Linked DNA regions of Mus musculus: all the other regions are linked to region 2. The links are chromatin contacts, called in public Hi-C maps. All regions are on one chromosome and are shown on one strand. Each heading gives the region's core, a stretch centred on a gene start, on an enhancer-like site or on the middle of the called end of the contact. The rest is flanking DNA. Distances are from core to core; before and after follow the strand shown. Region 1 has its middle 34 kb from the start of 4930528P14Rik. Region 2 holds the start of G630016G05Rik (RIKEN cDNA G630016G05 gene). Region 3 has its middle 210 kb from the start of 4930528P14Rik.

The links. Hi-C and Micro-C count contacts between places; a contact is called where the count stands out from the background.
Region 1: a contact with region 2 is called in a Hi-C map of nephron progenitors, with 2.3 times the contacts expected there. The contact joins the enhancer-like site here to the promoter of G630016G05Rik in region 2. A contact is called at or near these places in 2 of 39 promoter capture datasets (embryonic stem cells and liver), 2 of 484 Hi-C or Micro-C datasets (nephron progenitors and uterus), 9 of 115 datasets of contacts at active chromatin or transcription factors (bone marrow-derived macrophages, craniofacial prominence, differentiating embryonic stem cells and 6 more) and 2 of 9 other capture datasets (adipose tissue and embryonic stem cells).
Region 3: a contact with region 2 is called in a Hi-C map of embryonic limb bud, with 5 times the contacts expected there. The contact joins the enhancer-like site here to the promoter of G630016G05Rik in region 2. A contact is called at or near these places in 4 of 39 promoter capture datasets (embryonic stem cells and erythroid cells), 12 of 484 Hi-C or Micro-C datasets (differentiating embryonic stem cells, embryonic limb bud, embryonic stem cells and 1 more), 14 of 115 datasets of contacts at active chromatin or transcription factors (astrocytes, craniofacial prominence, differentiating embryonic stem cells and 7 more) and 1 of 9 other capture datasets (embryonic stem cells).

The regions. Positions count from the first base shown.
Region 1 is chr2:115,307,684-115,312,148 of GRCm38.p6, reverse strand. No RefSeq gene overlaps it. Among named protein-coding and RNA genes, the nearest start is that of 4930528P14Rik, 34 kb to the left of the region's middle. Within about 2 kb of position 1,813, at least 19 of the 459 cell types and tissues checked have an H3K27ac peak or open chromatin away from gene starts, as enhancers often do. A contact at or near this core is called in nephron progenitors, where this site is marked.
Region 2 is chr2:116,065,575-116,070,209 of GRCm38.p6, reverse strand. It overlaps G630016G05Rik (RIKEN cDNA G630016G05 gene), which reads right to left and starts at 2,985. Exons shown (of 5, transcript NR_153841.1): 1 at 2,870-2,985; 2 at 1,960-2,026. It also overlaps a transcript of Meis2 not described here.
Region 3 is chr2:115,129,766-115,134,069 of GRCm38.p6, reverse strand. No RefSeq gene overlaps it. Among named protein-coding and RNA genes, the nearest start is that of 4930528P14Rik, 210 kb to the left of the region's middle. Within about 2 kb of position 1,664, at least 15 of the 459 cell types and tissues checked have an H3K27ac peak or open chromatin away from gene starts, as enhancers often do. A contact at or near this core is called in embryonic limb bud, where this site is marked.

The DNA of each region.
Region 1 (4,465 bases), core at 564-3,063, 760 kb after region 2:
CACCACTAAAGACCTAATCACATCCCTCATATCTGTCCAACAGAACTGTATTTCAATGTGGTGCAGAAGACATTCATAGCAACTTAATCAGAAGAACACAAAAAACAGAAACAGCCATTCCATAATATATATGTATGTTAAGAATACCCAACTAAAGCTGTATACCATACCTGCATGAACGACACAGATAAAGTGTTAAGAGAAAAATAACCAATAACACAAAGATACCTTGTATAATTCCATTTATATGAGGTAAAAATAGAAAACACACAAAAATAAACTCTTGTGGTTAAAAGATGTATGTTTAGATATAAAAATACAGGAAAGGCAATTATCATAAAGTCCAGGACAATGCAAGTCACAGGGGAAGGGGAAAGGGACAGCCCTTGGGGAAGGAAATGAGAAGCAAAGGAAGGGTTCTAATTCTTGGTGCAGCACACAGATGTTTGGTATAAGAAATGAATGAACTGTATATATGTGTTTTGTTCAGCTCTTTTAAATATTATTTACAGTAAAGTGTTTCAAATGAGGACATACACAAATTTCGGAACATCCATTGAAATGACATGATCTTCTAAATACAGAAACCCAAATCAACAGCATTTCCTAAGTTCTCCTCTTGACTTTCGATGTTGCCTTTTGTGACTCCTTACCGGCTGAGATGGGATGCGTCCAGTTAAAGCCAAAGCATGTCTATGGTGGCAAGGCAGAAAAGGGGGGGGGGGTGGAGAAGCATAAGAAAACTACCAGTGAGAACATGACTTGAGTCTGTTTTTTATTCTAAACTATCTCATTGGAGCTCTGCTTGACAGTCTCCCAGAATACTAGGTATCTTGTATGAGGCTATTATTTAAACACCAAGTTTGATGCAGATTGCCATTCAGTTTTGTTACATGATTATGTCCTTGTTCTTCTGAGTACTTATATAAGATGTTTCCTCAGATTCAATTATTAATATATACATACATACATACATACATACATACACACACATACACACACACATATATTAATCCTGTCTCTTTTTTATGATAAGAGTTGTGTACCACTTGGTCTACCAAAGTGAGTGAACAGGATTTAAATGCTAGTTCTGTAAATGTTTGAGCAAATGTACTTTCTCTTATTCTTTCTTGCCTCTGCTGTAGAGACATCCTAGTCTTTTTCATCAGTTCTATTGCTGAGATGGTAGTACTTTCCCATCTCTGTACTGGACCAAAACTCTAACTCAGCTTACTACCAGGAAAAGAGGCAATGGATGCCTGAGAACCAAAGAAGAATGTGTGCTCCTCACATACCTTTGGTTCACCACCCCCCTTTTTTCTTTGATGCATCTGTTAATGTGACAAAGGGCAAATTTTTGTAAGCTGGAACACCAGGCTTTCAAACGATTTGTGTGTAAGTGTATTCATGAACGAACAACAGCATCTCCTTGTCTACCAACTCTCTGTTTAAATAGCTCTGAGTCTGAGGTGTCAGCATTAATACCACTTGTACTGAAGCCCAAGCTGGGATGCTTTGACAAAGTAACATTCAACAAATCAATAATTTGTCTGAGACTACAGCTCCTGACTCTGAGCCAGCTAGGCCATCTCCACACACAGAAGGAAAGCAACCCTGAGTCCTTATCTCCACAGAGGTTAACACAAATGGACAGGAAACTCCACATTTGGTCTCACACTGTCCAAATGAGACAACATAGTTCCTTCTGATTTATTCTTTTTTTCCTTCAACTCCTAGCCCAGCTGTATTGTGTCCAGAGATATGAATGACAATGCCAAGGTCAAAAAGGCACTCCAGTCCCAGTACATCAGACAATAAGGACACAACAAAGCTCCTTTTACAGACTTCCACTGACGCATGAAGAAACCCATTATTGGGCCATTTGTATGTTTTCTCTGAAATGGCAACCACTGGCAGTGATGTCATAGTAATGATATGTTACCGTGCCCCGCAAGGAACTCCTGAAGGAAAAGGCAGTGGAAGCCCAGGCTTTCTCCTGTTATGGAAAAAGGTCAAACTCCTGTCGCTCTTGCTGACATGGCACAAGTACTAATCCATGCACTTTATAGTCTACCAGAAATGGAGTGGGCACATTAGACAGCTTGTTCTGTGATCCTGACTGACTCACTGTAAATCAGCTCCATCCTACACATTGCACAACTGAAAATCCCAGTTTAGATTTCCTTGCCTAAAGTACAGTAATGATAGTTCTGAGAACTGTCATTGCTTCTGAAATTACAGTCAAATGGCTGTGATTTGGCCTACTGGAGGAAAAAGACTCTTTGTTGGGGCATGTTGGCCTGATCATTCTGCACCATTGGTGTGTTGATGCAAGTCCTTTTGTAAGGCAGAAACAAGGTGAAAGAAAAAAATTTAAATGGAAACACCTTCAGAGCTTCATACAGTATAATTGACAAGGAAAGACTCCTATTAAAGTAAAAATAATTATGAATGTATCTTGAATGCTATGTATATGAGTTTATTTTTTTTACTTGTAACTTGTGGGTAATTATAAAAACTAGATATACAGCATAGAAAACACTTGGATATCCTGCAGTGAATGTTTTACTGAGATTAAACTACCTCTTTAGACACATGAACCACAGCTTCTATTCAAAATGTTTCCTCCAGTGTTTTGAACTGCAATTTGTACCCATACTCAATTATTTAGAGCTAGTTGTCAGGATTTGTATGTTTTCTAAAATCTTTCTCTTCTTTGCAATTCAAAGAGCCAGTATTTTCCATTCCTTGCAGTTTGATCTTGAGTTTTAATTGAACACAAGCAAACCCCCTTTAAAGTAATAGTAACTAGGGGTAGAGAGATGGCATAGAGACTCATAGCATTTGTAGTTCTTGCAGAGGGCACACAATGGATTCTCAGCACCCGCATGGTTGCTCACAAACATCTGCAACTCCTGTTTCAGAAGATCTGCTAACCTTTTCTGGCCACTCCATGCATCAGAAACACATGTGGTATGCAGAAATACATACAGGTAAACATCTATACATGTAAAAATTATACATTAAAATGAAATAACAAACAGTTTTGGAGAATAATCTACTTCCATATTGTTACCAATTAATTTGTTTTCCATGATATTTTATCTCTTGTAACATTTGATGTTCTTGATATTTTTCACTAGTTTGATAAAGTTGATTAGCACAGCAATGTAGAATGATTTTTCTGACCTACTTTGCTTTAGTATCTGAGGCTAAGACATTGCAGCGTGCTTGTGAGTGTTATGTTTTCAGGAAACTTTCAGGTCACCATTTCATTTCAGTTTGGAAGCAAAATGTGACTTCTTTGGTATTGTCACAAGCAGATCTTAGAGTACTAGGTTTTTATTTTGTGGTGCCATTTAACATTCATACATAGAATAGTCTTAGCATTTCTAGAGACAGTAGATATAGAGAGAGGTATAGGGAATTATACAGGACTGATTCTGTGGCAAACAATATGTGTGGATACATGTTTATAATCCTATTGGCAGGGCCAGGAAAGATGGCAGAGAAACTAAGAGCATGTGTTGCCATTCCAGTGGACACAGGTTAATTCCCAGCATCCACGTGGAGTAATTCCAGTTCTAGGGGACCCAATGCCCTCTTCTGGCTTTTGCAGGCATCAGGATATACATTGTACACTGACATACATGCAGACAAAACATCCATATACATTAAATAAATTAAATAAATCTAAAAGCAAATAAAAATCCTATGGCAATTACTGGCTGCTATGGGAGGGAGACTTGCTTTTACGTATGTATGTAAATATGTATGTATGTAAATATGTATGTAAGTATATATATATATATATGTAAGTATGTATGCATGTTTTAATGATGTATGTATGTTTTCAGTATGGTCACTGGAAGGTTGTCCATGCCCCAGTGGATAACTCCACATTCAAGTCCCAATATTAACTGGTCTTACTGAGCTAAAAATATTACTTAAAAGTTAAAGACAGCAGACATAAAATAGAGAGGGAAGTATGTGTGGGAGTCCCAGAGCAGTTGGAAGAAGACATTAGGAGGAAACAATGTGGTCAAGATAAACTGTTAATATGTATGACAATTTTCAAAGAATAAATAAAAAATATTAAGGAAGCAATTCAAGTTAAAAAATTCTTCAATTTCTGCAGGAAGCATGGAAAAGGACCCATTTTGTTCCTAGCTTCTGTTATTGAGCCTAATCATCTTCTATAGATATTTTTTATAATGTTTAATATACCTCTTAAAAAGTAGAAACAAAGTCAGAAATTTGGTAAATGATAAAAAATTAGAATACAGATCACTTTAATCTTCCATTTATCTTTTTTTTTGCCCTTTTTTGATGTGTACTTGGTTTTATGTTACCTTGACTTCACTGGCATTTGCCTATGTTCATGATACAAATACACACACACACACACACACACACACACACACACACACACACACACTTCAGAAAGCTGCGAGCCATTTGATGG
Region 2 (4,635 bases), core at 1,736-4,235:
TCCTTAATGTTACCTATAGTAACATTCCACAAGGGATCAAAAGAAGAAAGGGAGAAATAGAAAGGAGTGCTTTTCAGAAGTCTAGGAGATGCTTCAATAAGAAAGGGGGTGATTAAAAACAGACTCTTAAATTTGAGAGGCCCAATTCTCTTTCTCATTCACCCCCTTCAGTACCCCCCTTTTCACCTCCTTTTTAATTCAATGTTCCCACCCCCCACTCCAGAGCTAAGTAGCTGATTTAAGATTGTGAAGAAATAGGTTTTACCAACCATATTTGTTCTGGGGCACTTGTAAAACGCGATTTGTAGAGAGTCTTTAGCCTTCCAATTGTCTTTGAATTGTTTTTACTGAAACAGATCTTTTGCAGTTAATGAGTCCCCACACAGCTGGACAGCTCCTCACGGACACTGAGAACTCTAACCCCAAAATGACCCCAATTTGACACCGCAAGATGAAATTTTACCGCCTGTTAAAACCATTTCCAGCCTGGGCAGAAGGGGCTGACTGTTGACTGAGGTGTGCATGGCGCCTGTGACCCCCATCTCTTGTCTGTCTCTGGGGCTGCCCCACCTATTTCCCTTCACCTCAAATGTGGGAGAGTAAATGAATCCACAAAGGGTGTGGAGTGTGAAGCTCTGAAAACAAGGTGCCCATATACAGAAAGAAAAGAGAAAGTGTGGACACCTCGCTGTTGTGCAATGGCTTCTACCAGACATGGAAATCGAGATGAGGAACAGAGGCAAGTCCCTCACTATATGCAACCTATGCTGTTGTATTAATAAAAACACCCATAAGCTGTTGGATGATCACAACTTGTGGTATCACAGGGATCAGGAAAGATACTCCAACTTGATCCCCTGTGCAATGCATGGCAGTGGTAGATTTTAAAACTAACATTTAAACTAAGAGTTTTACCAATAGCGTGCATCTGTGTAACCCATCTCTTCAGTGAAAGCAGCCGCTCCTTTTAGATAAAGTGAATTTCAAAGCCAAAAGGCCTTCACCAGCATGCTATTTTCAACCACCTCACACTTCTTAACTCTAAAAGTCTCCCTAAAAATTCTCGCTTTTCTTAAAATGTCCTTCCTTTCTGCCCCCTACATCTGACCAGATTGTCCTCTTGTTTGCTTTAAGGCATTTGCCAAAATTCATAAGAAGTTACGTGGTGAAGGAGAGGAAGAGGTTCAAGTTTAAGCTCCGTCTGCACTGCCCACAGTATAAATCGGGGTTAGCATTTTTCTTTGTAAAACCCCAAATTACCACCCTTCATCAAGCCATTATTTCCTTAACGATTGCTTTAGAAAATAGAAATAATCAACTTGGATTTTTGTTTTTAACTCAGGGAGAAACTTTATTAATGCTGTTTTTTCTTAATGCTAAAGAAGTTTTACTAAATAAAGGTTACCGGGAAATTAAATCGCTTTACAATATCAACAAGCTGGGGTTGGGGTGGGGGTGGGGGCTGCGAACCGCTGTGGAAAAAAAGAGCTAAGCATGCTTACAGGAAGATGCAGAGGTTTCTCACGAAGTTGTTCTTTACAAAAGAAGCGTTTATCTCGGAAACCCGTGTTCCTTTGAAAAAGAAACTTCCTAACTGGCGTTTATTTAACCAGGATTTAAAAAGAGCAAAAATCTTACTGGCGATACTAAATAGCCAATGTTGAAATTAAGAACAATTAGAGGAATCAAAACTGAATGTAAACTCTGCCAACAGTGCTGGGCCGACAACTTGGATCCAGTATCATTCACAACTCTGTGAAGCAGAAAACGGTCTTCAGCCAGGCCAAATATTCTCTCATATTCTGTGTCTCTCCTTTCTGTGTCTGTCTCTGTGTGTGTCTCACCTCCCTCTCTCTCTTTCCCTCTCTTTTACCCTAGGAGGATAAACTGAGATTTAACTTCACCCCCTCCCAAAAAAAAAAATTCTGGAGGCCAACTTTTCCTTTTCTTTTTACTTACCTTTTCTTATCTGTCCACGAGTAATTCAGCATCAAATGAGACGGATATTTGTAATCTTGAAGTTCTTCTAGGGGGGAAAAAAGTGGTGGGGGAGGGGGAAAGGACCATATAGTCCTTCGGGTTCCAAACTGCTCTGCTGTCTTGGGCTTGAAGCGGAAAGAGAGGGAAACCCTTGGCTGGACTCTGCTCCCAGAAGGTCCCCGAGGCCGCCTTCCCTGCTTTGGCCACTGGAGCCAAACTCGCACGGGCTGCAACCCCTCTCCCGGCGCGCTCTCCGGGCCTCTGCCAGCCCCTCCACACTGTCTTTATATGTGAGGGCCGATTTCCCGCAGACATCATTGTTATGATGGCTCATTTAATCAAACTGTTTAATTGCTCTGGTAATCACTATCATCATCACAGGTGCTCAATCATTCATCATTTTTGGAGGGCTTTATTGACCTCCGGAGCTCATTCACCAGCCCTAGGAGAACGAGGCCAAATTTCCTCAGACTCCGCATGGAGTCTCGGCATGCAGTAGTTTTAGCTAGCTTGGGATGTTCAGAAGCTTGCTAGGAAACCAGGAAGATGCTAAATGGGAGAAAAACCTCTCTCTCTCTCTCTCTCTCTCTCTCTCTCTCTCTCTCTCTCTCTCTCTCCCTCCCTCCCTCCCTCCCTCTCCCTCTCCGTCTCCCTCTCCCTCTCTCTGTAAGTCCTCTCTCTCTCTCTCTCTCTCTCACACACACACACACACACACACACACACACACACACACACACACACACCACTCTACTATACCTAACCACTCCCATCCACCCCCGCCCCCATGAGAAAGTCCAGTCAAAGGCACCCTTGCAGGAGGCGCTGCTTTCTGTCACGGGATGGTTCAGAGTTGGGGAGGGAGGCCGCAGTTGAACAGCAAACCCTTACTCTGTTTGCTATTCTCTGGGCCTGGGGCCCGGAACCCAGGGCGAGGGTGAGAAGTTGGGGAGAGGGCGCGCTCCCAGTGCGTGGCTGGGTCGCGCTGCCAGCTGCCTGGTGGCGGCAGGGTGAACCCGGCTACGCGCGCCGGGTGACCAAAGCTCCGCCCCCAGCTCTCGTCTCTCGGTGATTGACGCGCAGCCGCGGGGAAACAGCAGAGCAGAGGTAAAGCCAGCTGGAACTCCGGCCAGGGATTGGGCGGGACCCCGGCCAGAACTAGTTTCTACCAAAACCTAGTCGGGTATTTACCTTTTTAACCCTACTCGCTTCCTTTTCCTTTTGGGAAAACTTTAGGAGCCAGTCCCATGGTCCCCATCCAGCGAAATCCTCCCGGTGTAATTAACTCAGCCTTTAGCCCTCTTTACAACCGCTGCGCCCAGGGCAACCACAACAAAGCTGGGCAGCCAGAGCCAGCCACTCCTCGCAAGCATCTTCTGTCTCACATGCTTTTTAATCTTTCTCCTCCGGTGCTTCCTAGATCCAAGATTCACTTTAGAGGCGCACAGCGGTCACGCGCACGCACGCACGCGCGCGTACACACACACACACACACACACACACACACACTTGTCTACATCGGTAAACAACAAACACCAAACAACTCCCTCTCCTCTAACTCCTACCCCACTAACTCCCGCCCTACTAACTCTCATCCTGCTTTCTCCCTCCAGATTGAGCCCAGGACCCCTAGACTCTCAATGGTGGTCTACACTGTCTGCAGCGCACCGAGGGACTATGCTCCGAGTTCAGCTGCTCATATCTTGTACTAGACAAAAATGAATATTGACAAAAAGGGCTCTGCATCTGCACGAGAAAGAAAGTACCACTTAACAACAACAACAACAACAACAACAACAAAAATCCTAGCCTGGCGGTGGTGCAGTTGGCGGAGCTTGCTGCTCTAGGTTGTAGTGGCAGAGTTCGGGACCTAGTAATCCGCCGGCAGAGGAAGGGGGCCGCGGAATTAAAACGAACAAAAGCTAGAGCGCCATGCCAAACATCCCCAACGCGACCCAGTTAGGCAGGAGCCAAGAGGAGTGGTGGGGAAATAAACGAGAAGTAAGTTGAAAATAAAAAGATCTGAGTCTGTACCGTACTTTCCCTGTGGCTTTCTGCAGTTTTCCTGTCTGCGCTCTCCCTGTCCTCTTCCACCTCTCTTCCTTCCCCCTCCAATCACGCGTGTTCTCTCTCTCTCTCTCTCTCTCTCTCTCTCTCTCTCTCTCTCTCTCTCTCTCTCTCTCTCCCTCTCTCTCCCTCTCCTGTCGCTCTCCCTCCTTCCCTCCCTTCCCCCTTTCCCCCTCCCTCATCCCCCCTCCCTCCCCTCTTCCTCTCCCTCCCGCGTCGTCCCCCTGGAGAAGCAGGCTTGCTGATTTGCTCCGGTCCTCTCCGCTCCAGCCTCCCCTTCCCCAGCCCCCCCCCCCCCCCCCGGGGCCGTCCGACCGCACTCGCTGCATATCAGAGGCTCCGCGCTGCGCGCTCCTCCTCGCTCCAGCTCCCCACTCTCGGGATGTGTCTCCGCCGTAGGACGGGCTATGGCCACCACGACTTCCGGGTTCCGTCATTTCGTTCTCCCGCCGCCGACCCGCGCCGCCAAACTGAGGCTCTACTATAAGCCCGGCTGCAGCCAACCTGCCAACACCTACTGACACTCACTCATCTCCCAGAGAGAGAAAGAGAGCGCGAGAGAGCGAGCGCGAGTGAGAGCGAGCGAGAAA
Region 3 (4,304 bases), core at 415-2,914, 930 kb after region 2:
ATGACCAGATTTTTTTCTTTTTATATATTTTTTTTCTTTCCTTTTGGATGGAGGTTGCAAGGGCAGAGGGAGGATATAATGGGGCAGGGATATGGGTGGACTTCGGATGCAAGATGTGAAATTTACAAAGAATCAATACAAAGTTTAAAAAATGCTCTTCATATTTACAGTTTTTCATATTAACAGTCTACCCTTACTGTGTTTCTTTACTAGGAATCTCACTAATGCTTATGGAACCCAAACAAGAAACAAGCGTGTCTTCCCTAGCCAGAGCAGAGCCTGAAACTCCCATGCTGTCTTTATTGACACATCATTTCATTAACTCCATCTATTCTTTCTCTAACATTTTAAAATATCACTTTATATTTTAATTATGTGTGTGTGTGTGTGTGTGTGTCTGTGTGTGTGTGTGTGTGTGTGTGTGTGTGTTATCTCTGTGTAGGTTTGTACACATGAACGCAGCACTAGGAAAGGCCAGAAGAGAGCATCAGATCCCCTGAAGCTGAAGTTACAGGTGGCTGGGAACAGCCGCCAGGGGTGCTGGGAACCAAACTCAGGTCCCCTGCAAAAGCAGTACACGCTCTTAACTGTTGAACCATCTTTCCAATATGTTTGGTTTCTTTTATATCTTCAGCCATTCCCCAGAGGCACTGCATGTTTAGTATCAGCTAACATTGCAATAAAGCAACTTCCCAGTATATGTAAAGATTGTTTCCATCATTTTTGACAGCCTAGTTATATTCTAATTTTACTTCATTAAATGTAGATATATTCATATTCATCAGTTATTAGTATTTTTGCAGGACGCTAAATTTCGTTGACTATATGAGGACAACCAGTGTATCTGTCTTTCTTTTTGTATTCTGTCACTACCTTTCCCAATGCTAGACAAAGGCCTTGTTAAATAAAGCTATAAAGTTGTGGCAATTATTATATTTTTTTAAAAACTGAGCCTAGGAAGCAGGACTTGTGACTTTTTCATATTTGCATATGGATTATAATAATGTATCATATCTTCTTGTAGGGTGTGAATGTGAGATCCTCACATAGATGTGTCTACCAAGTCACACGTAAGGCAGGAAAAAGATATAAAGAACAGTTGGGGAGGCACTTTTCCTCCCACAGCCAAAGTTAGGAATCTGCAAAGTGCCCATCCAGTGATGAATGCAGAGCTGCTGCGGAGCTGTCAATCACTTGCATGTCCCACATCTGGGACAGCATCTGCTCTGGGTTGTGAAAAGAAAAACAAGAAAATCGGAGTAAACATCATGACACAATATCAAATCTGTGTAACTAACAAATGTATTGTGAAACCAGGGGCCATGTAGCTGTGTGAGACCCATACCAAGGCGTTTGATAATTATATTTCTCAACTCCCTTTAGAAAATACCATACTCTAAGCCTGGGAATAACAAGCTTTTGCATAACAGCACTGGGCCTATAAATAAGAAACTCATTAAGCTACCTGTAGCAGGCCTCTACCCAGTCTGCACTGGCTTGGGGAGCTTAATGAGGTGATAATGAGGAGAAAATGGTTTAGCTCCTTTTGGCTTGGTGTGTGATGGGTAGGGAAATCCAAGTCTTCAGTGAAGCAGCCACCATACAGCCCAATCCATCATTCAGGGCGGGTCTATGTCACAGAAATAATTTGCTTCTAGGTCCCCAAGTTATTTGGCTCCCTGGTCTATGGAAACAAAGCAAGCTATTCATTCACTATTGAAGGGTCTGTCAGAATAACACCAATAAAGGGTGTTAGACTAGTTGGTCATTAGCATTTGAAGGGAATGCCCAAATAACCCCAACAAAGGGTGTTAAACCAATCCACATTGTAGGTAGGGAAGTAGAGAGGCTGTGAAATTCTAAGTGGATTAGTGCCAGCATTATTTTCTCACTATGAGTCTGGCCTCCTCTATAAGACTTCATGTTCACTTAAGGCTGGAGCGAACCTCCTTGGCCAAGCTCTCCTCTTCTTTTCTCTGTAAGGAAACTCAAGCAGCAAATGAGGGTTAAGAATATAACATGCAGCATATTAGAGGCAAGAAGGGATCACAATACTAAACTGCTAGGCATCCAAGGCACAGGTGCCAAGTTCAGTAGGAGAGTCTAGGGCAGGACCCAGGAGAGGCAAAGGAAACTGGAGCAGTGCCGGCTTCATTTGATTCATGCTTGTCTCTGTTGTGCCACATGCTGCTGACAACAATGCTCTTGACACAGAAATGAGATAAAACCAGACAGGAAGGATGCACTCACATTCTCAAGAACACAGTCTGTAAGCCATCACCTAGAAAGACATTTGTTTTGTAGTTGAAAATAGCCCAGATGGGTCAGGAAACTCATATTGTTGGGTTCTAATCAAGGATCCATACTATGCCACTAGATGAAGAACATCAAAATTATGCATGAGTGCTCTGTAGCACAGAGATTTTTATCTAGGCATTTCATCCTTCAAATACCGTTCATGTTGCCTGATATAATGACCTGTAATTCTGCCTACATCCTTGATAATGACATGGTTTTTTTCTTTATGATGGGATAATATTATATCACATATATATATGTATATTTCATTTATGTTATTATTTATCTCTTCATGGACATATAGGATGATTCCATGATATCACTAACAATTTATGCCATGATCAACACAGACCTGCAGGTGTGTGTGTGCTATTAAACTCTTTGCAACCTATGAGAAACAGAATAGTGAGATCCTAAACTGATGCCAGTAAATATTGTATATTTTCTCTCATACATGAAGTATGCTGGCCTCCTGTACCTTGAAATATTCTTATTCTTATTTTCCACAATTCCTCTCTACATTATATTTTTTAACAGAATGAAATATATTTTATAAGTAAGCAACCATAGTTAGACATCTTCCTTTTTAAGCACTATCACTTTTGTTATATGTGATCTAAGGTCACAGTAACTACTTGTCTTGAGAGATGTCACATAAGAAGGCTGTATGCTGAGGGGGACTGATTACATACATGAGACTAAATTCATTGAATTTACCCAAATGTATTTCCTTTATTTATTAGGGAAATGACTTAAGTTACCTGTATGAGGGTGTGTGTGTGTGTGGGTGTGGGTGTGGGTGTGTGGGCATGTGTGTGTGTGTGCACCCACTCAAATGACTGTTGATCTCTATATTAGCAATAAATTAATTTTGACTTTATACAATAAAATAAATGGTGTCTGTGCACTTATATGTGTGTGTCATTTTTCTATCTTTGAAAAATTCTGCATATAAACTTGTGAATATAATAGACTTGAGATTTATTGCCCTTTCTACCCTTTTCTGACTTGAGTTCAGAGTAGCCTGTTCTGTGGGTAGAGCTGCAGTGCCTCTTTTTATGCCTTCTGGCAGAGTCCAAAGAGATTGAAATCGTAGAGTTTTTGAGTAATTGGTAGAATTTTTATTGGCAAAACCACCTGGCCCTGATGTTTAAGTACAAGACTTCAATAAAAGCATAATATATGCTTACAGTGTCATTTATGATGCTATATTATCTAAAAATGTCTTTTTCTATGTTTTCATAGATATCCATTAGTATATTCATAAGGTTTTCTCAGTTTCATTTGGACATAGACTTTGTAAAAATATTATCCATTATCTAAAATTTCTTTTGTTTTAAAACTTTCTCTTCCTTATTCTTTTTCAGAGAAACTTGTTTTATTCATAAACTTTAGAATAACTCTTTTTTTTTTTTTTTTTTTTTTTGGAGACAGGGTTTCTCTGTGTAGCCCTGGCTGTCCTGGAACTCACTCTGTAGACCAGGCTGGCCTCGAACTCAGAAATCCGCCGGCCTCTGCCTCCCGAGTGCTGGGATTAAAGGCGTGCGCCACCATGCCCGGCTATAGAATTACTCGTTTTTTATTACTTACCTTTCTGTTGTGTTTGGTTTAACTACAATATCAGCTCTATTGTCCTCTTATGACTTCTTAGTTTTTAATGGTAAAAACTATGTGTGTGGAATTAGCCAGCTAGGCTCGGTTTCTATGGTTGTGATATTTTTTGGCAACACGAATTTCCTATATTTAATGATTAACTTGTAATTCTAGTTATTTTCTCGTAATAATTTATTCCAGAAGAACCCTTTATCCCTTGCAGCACATTTGACAGGTTGCACTCTATGAGTTCTTGACATTGTTCAGTGGAAACAATTTATTCCATTTTGATTTAGTTTCTCCCTGTGTGTGGAACTCTTGACATGTCTGCCCTTGCCTTACACCTTGTTTGAGGCAGGGTTTCTTGTTGTCCACTGTTGTATATACCAGGCTAAGCAGTCTGTGAGTTTCTA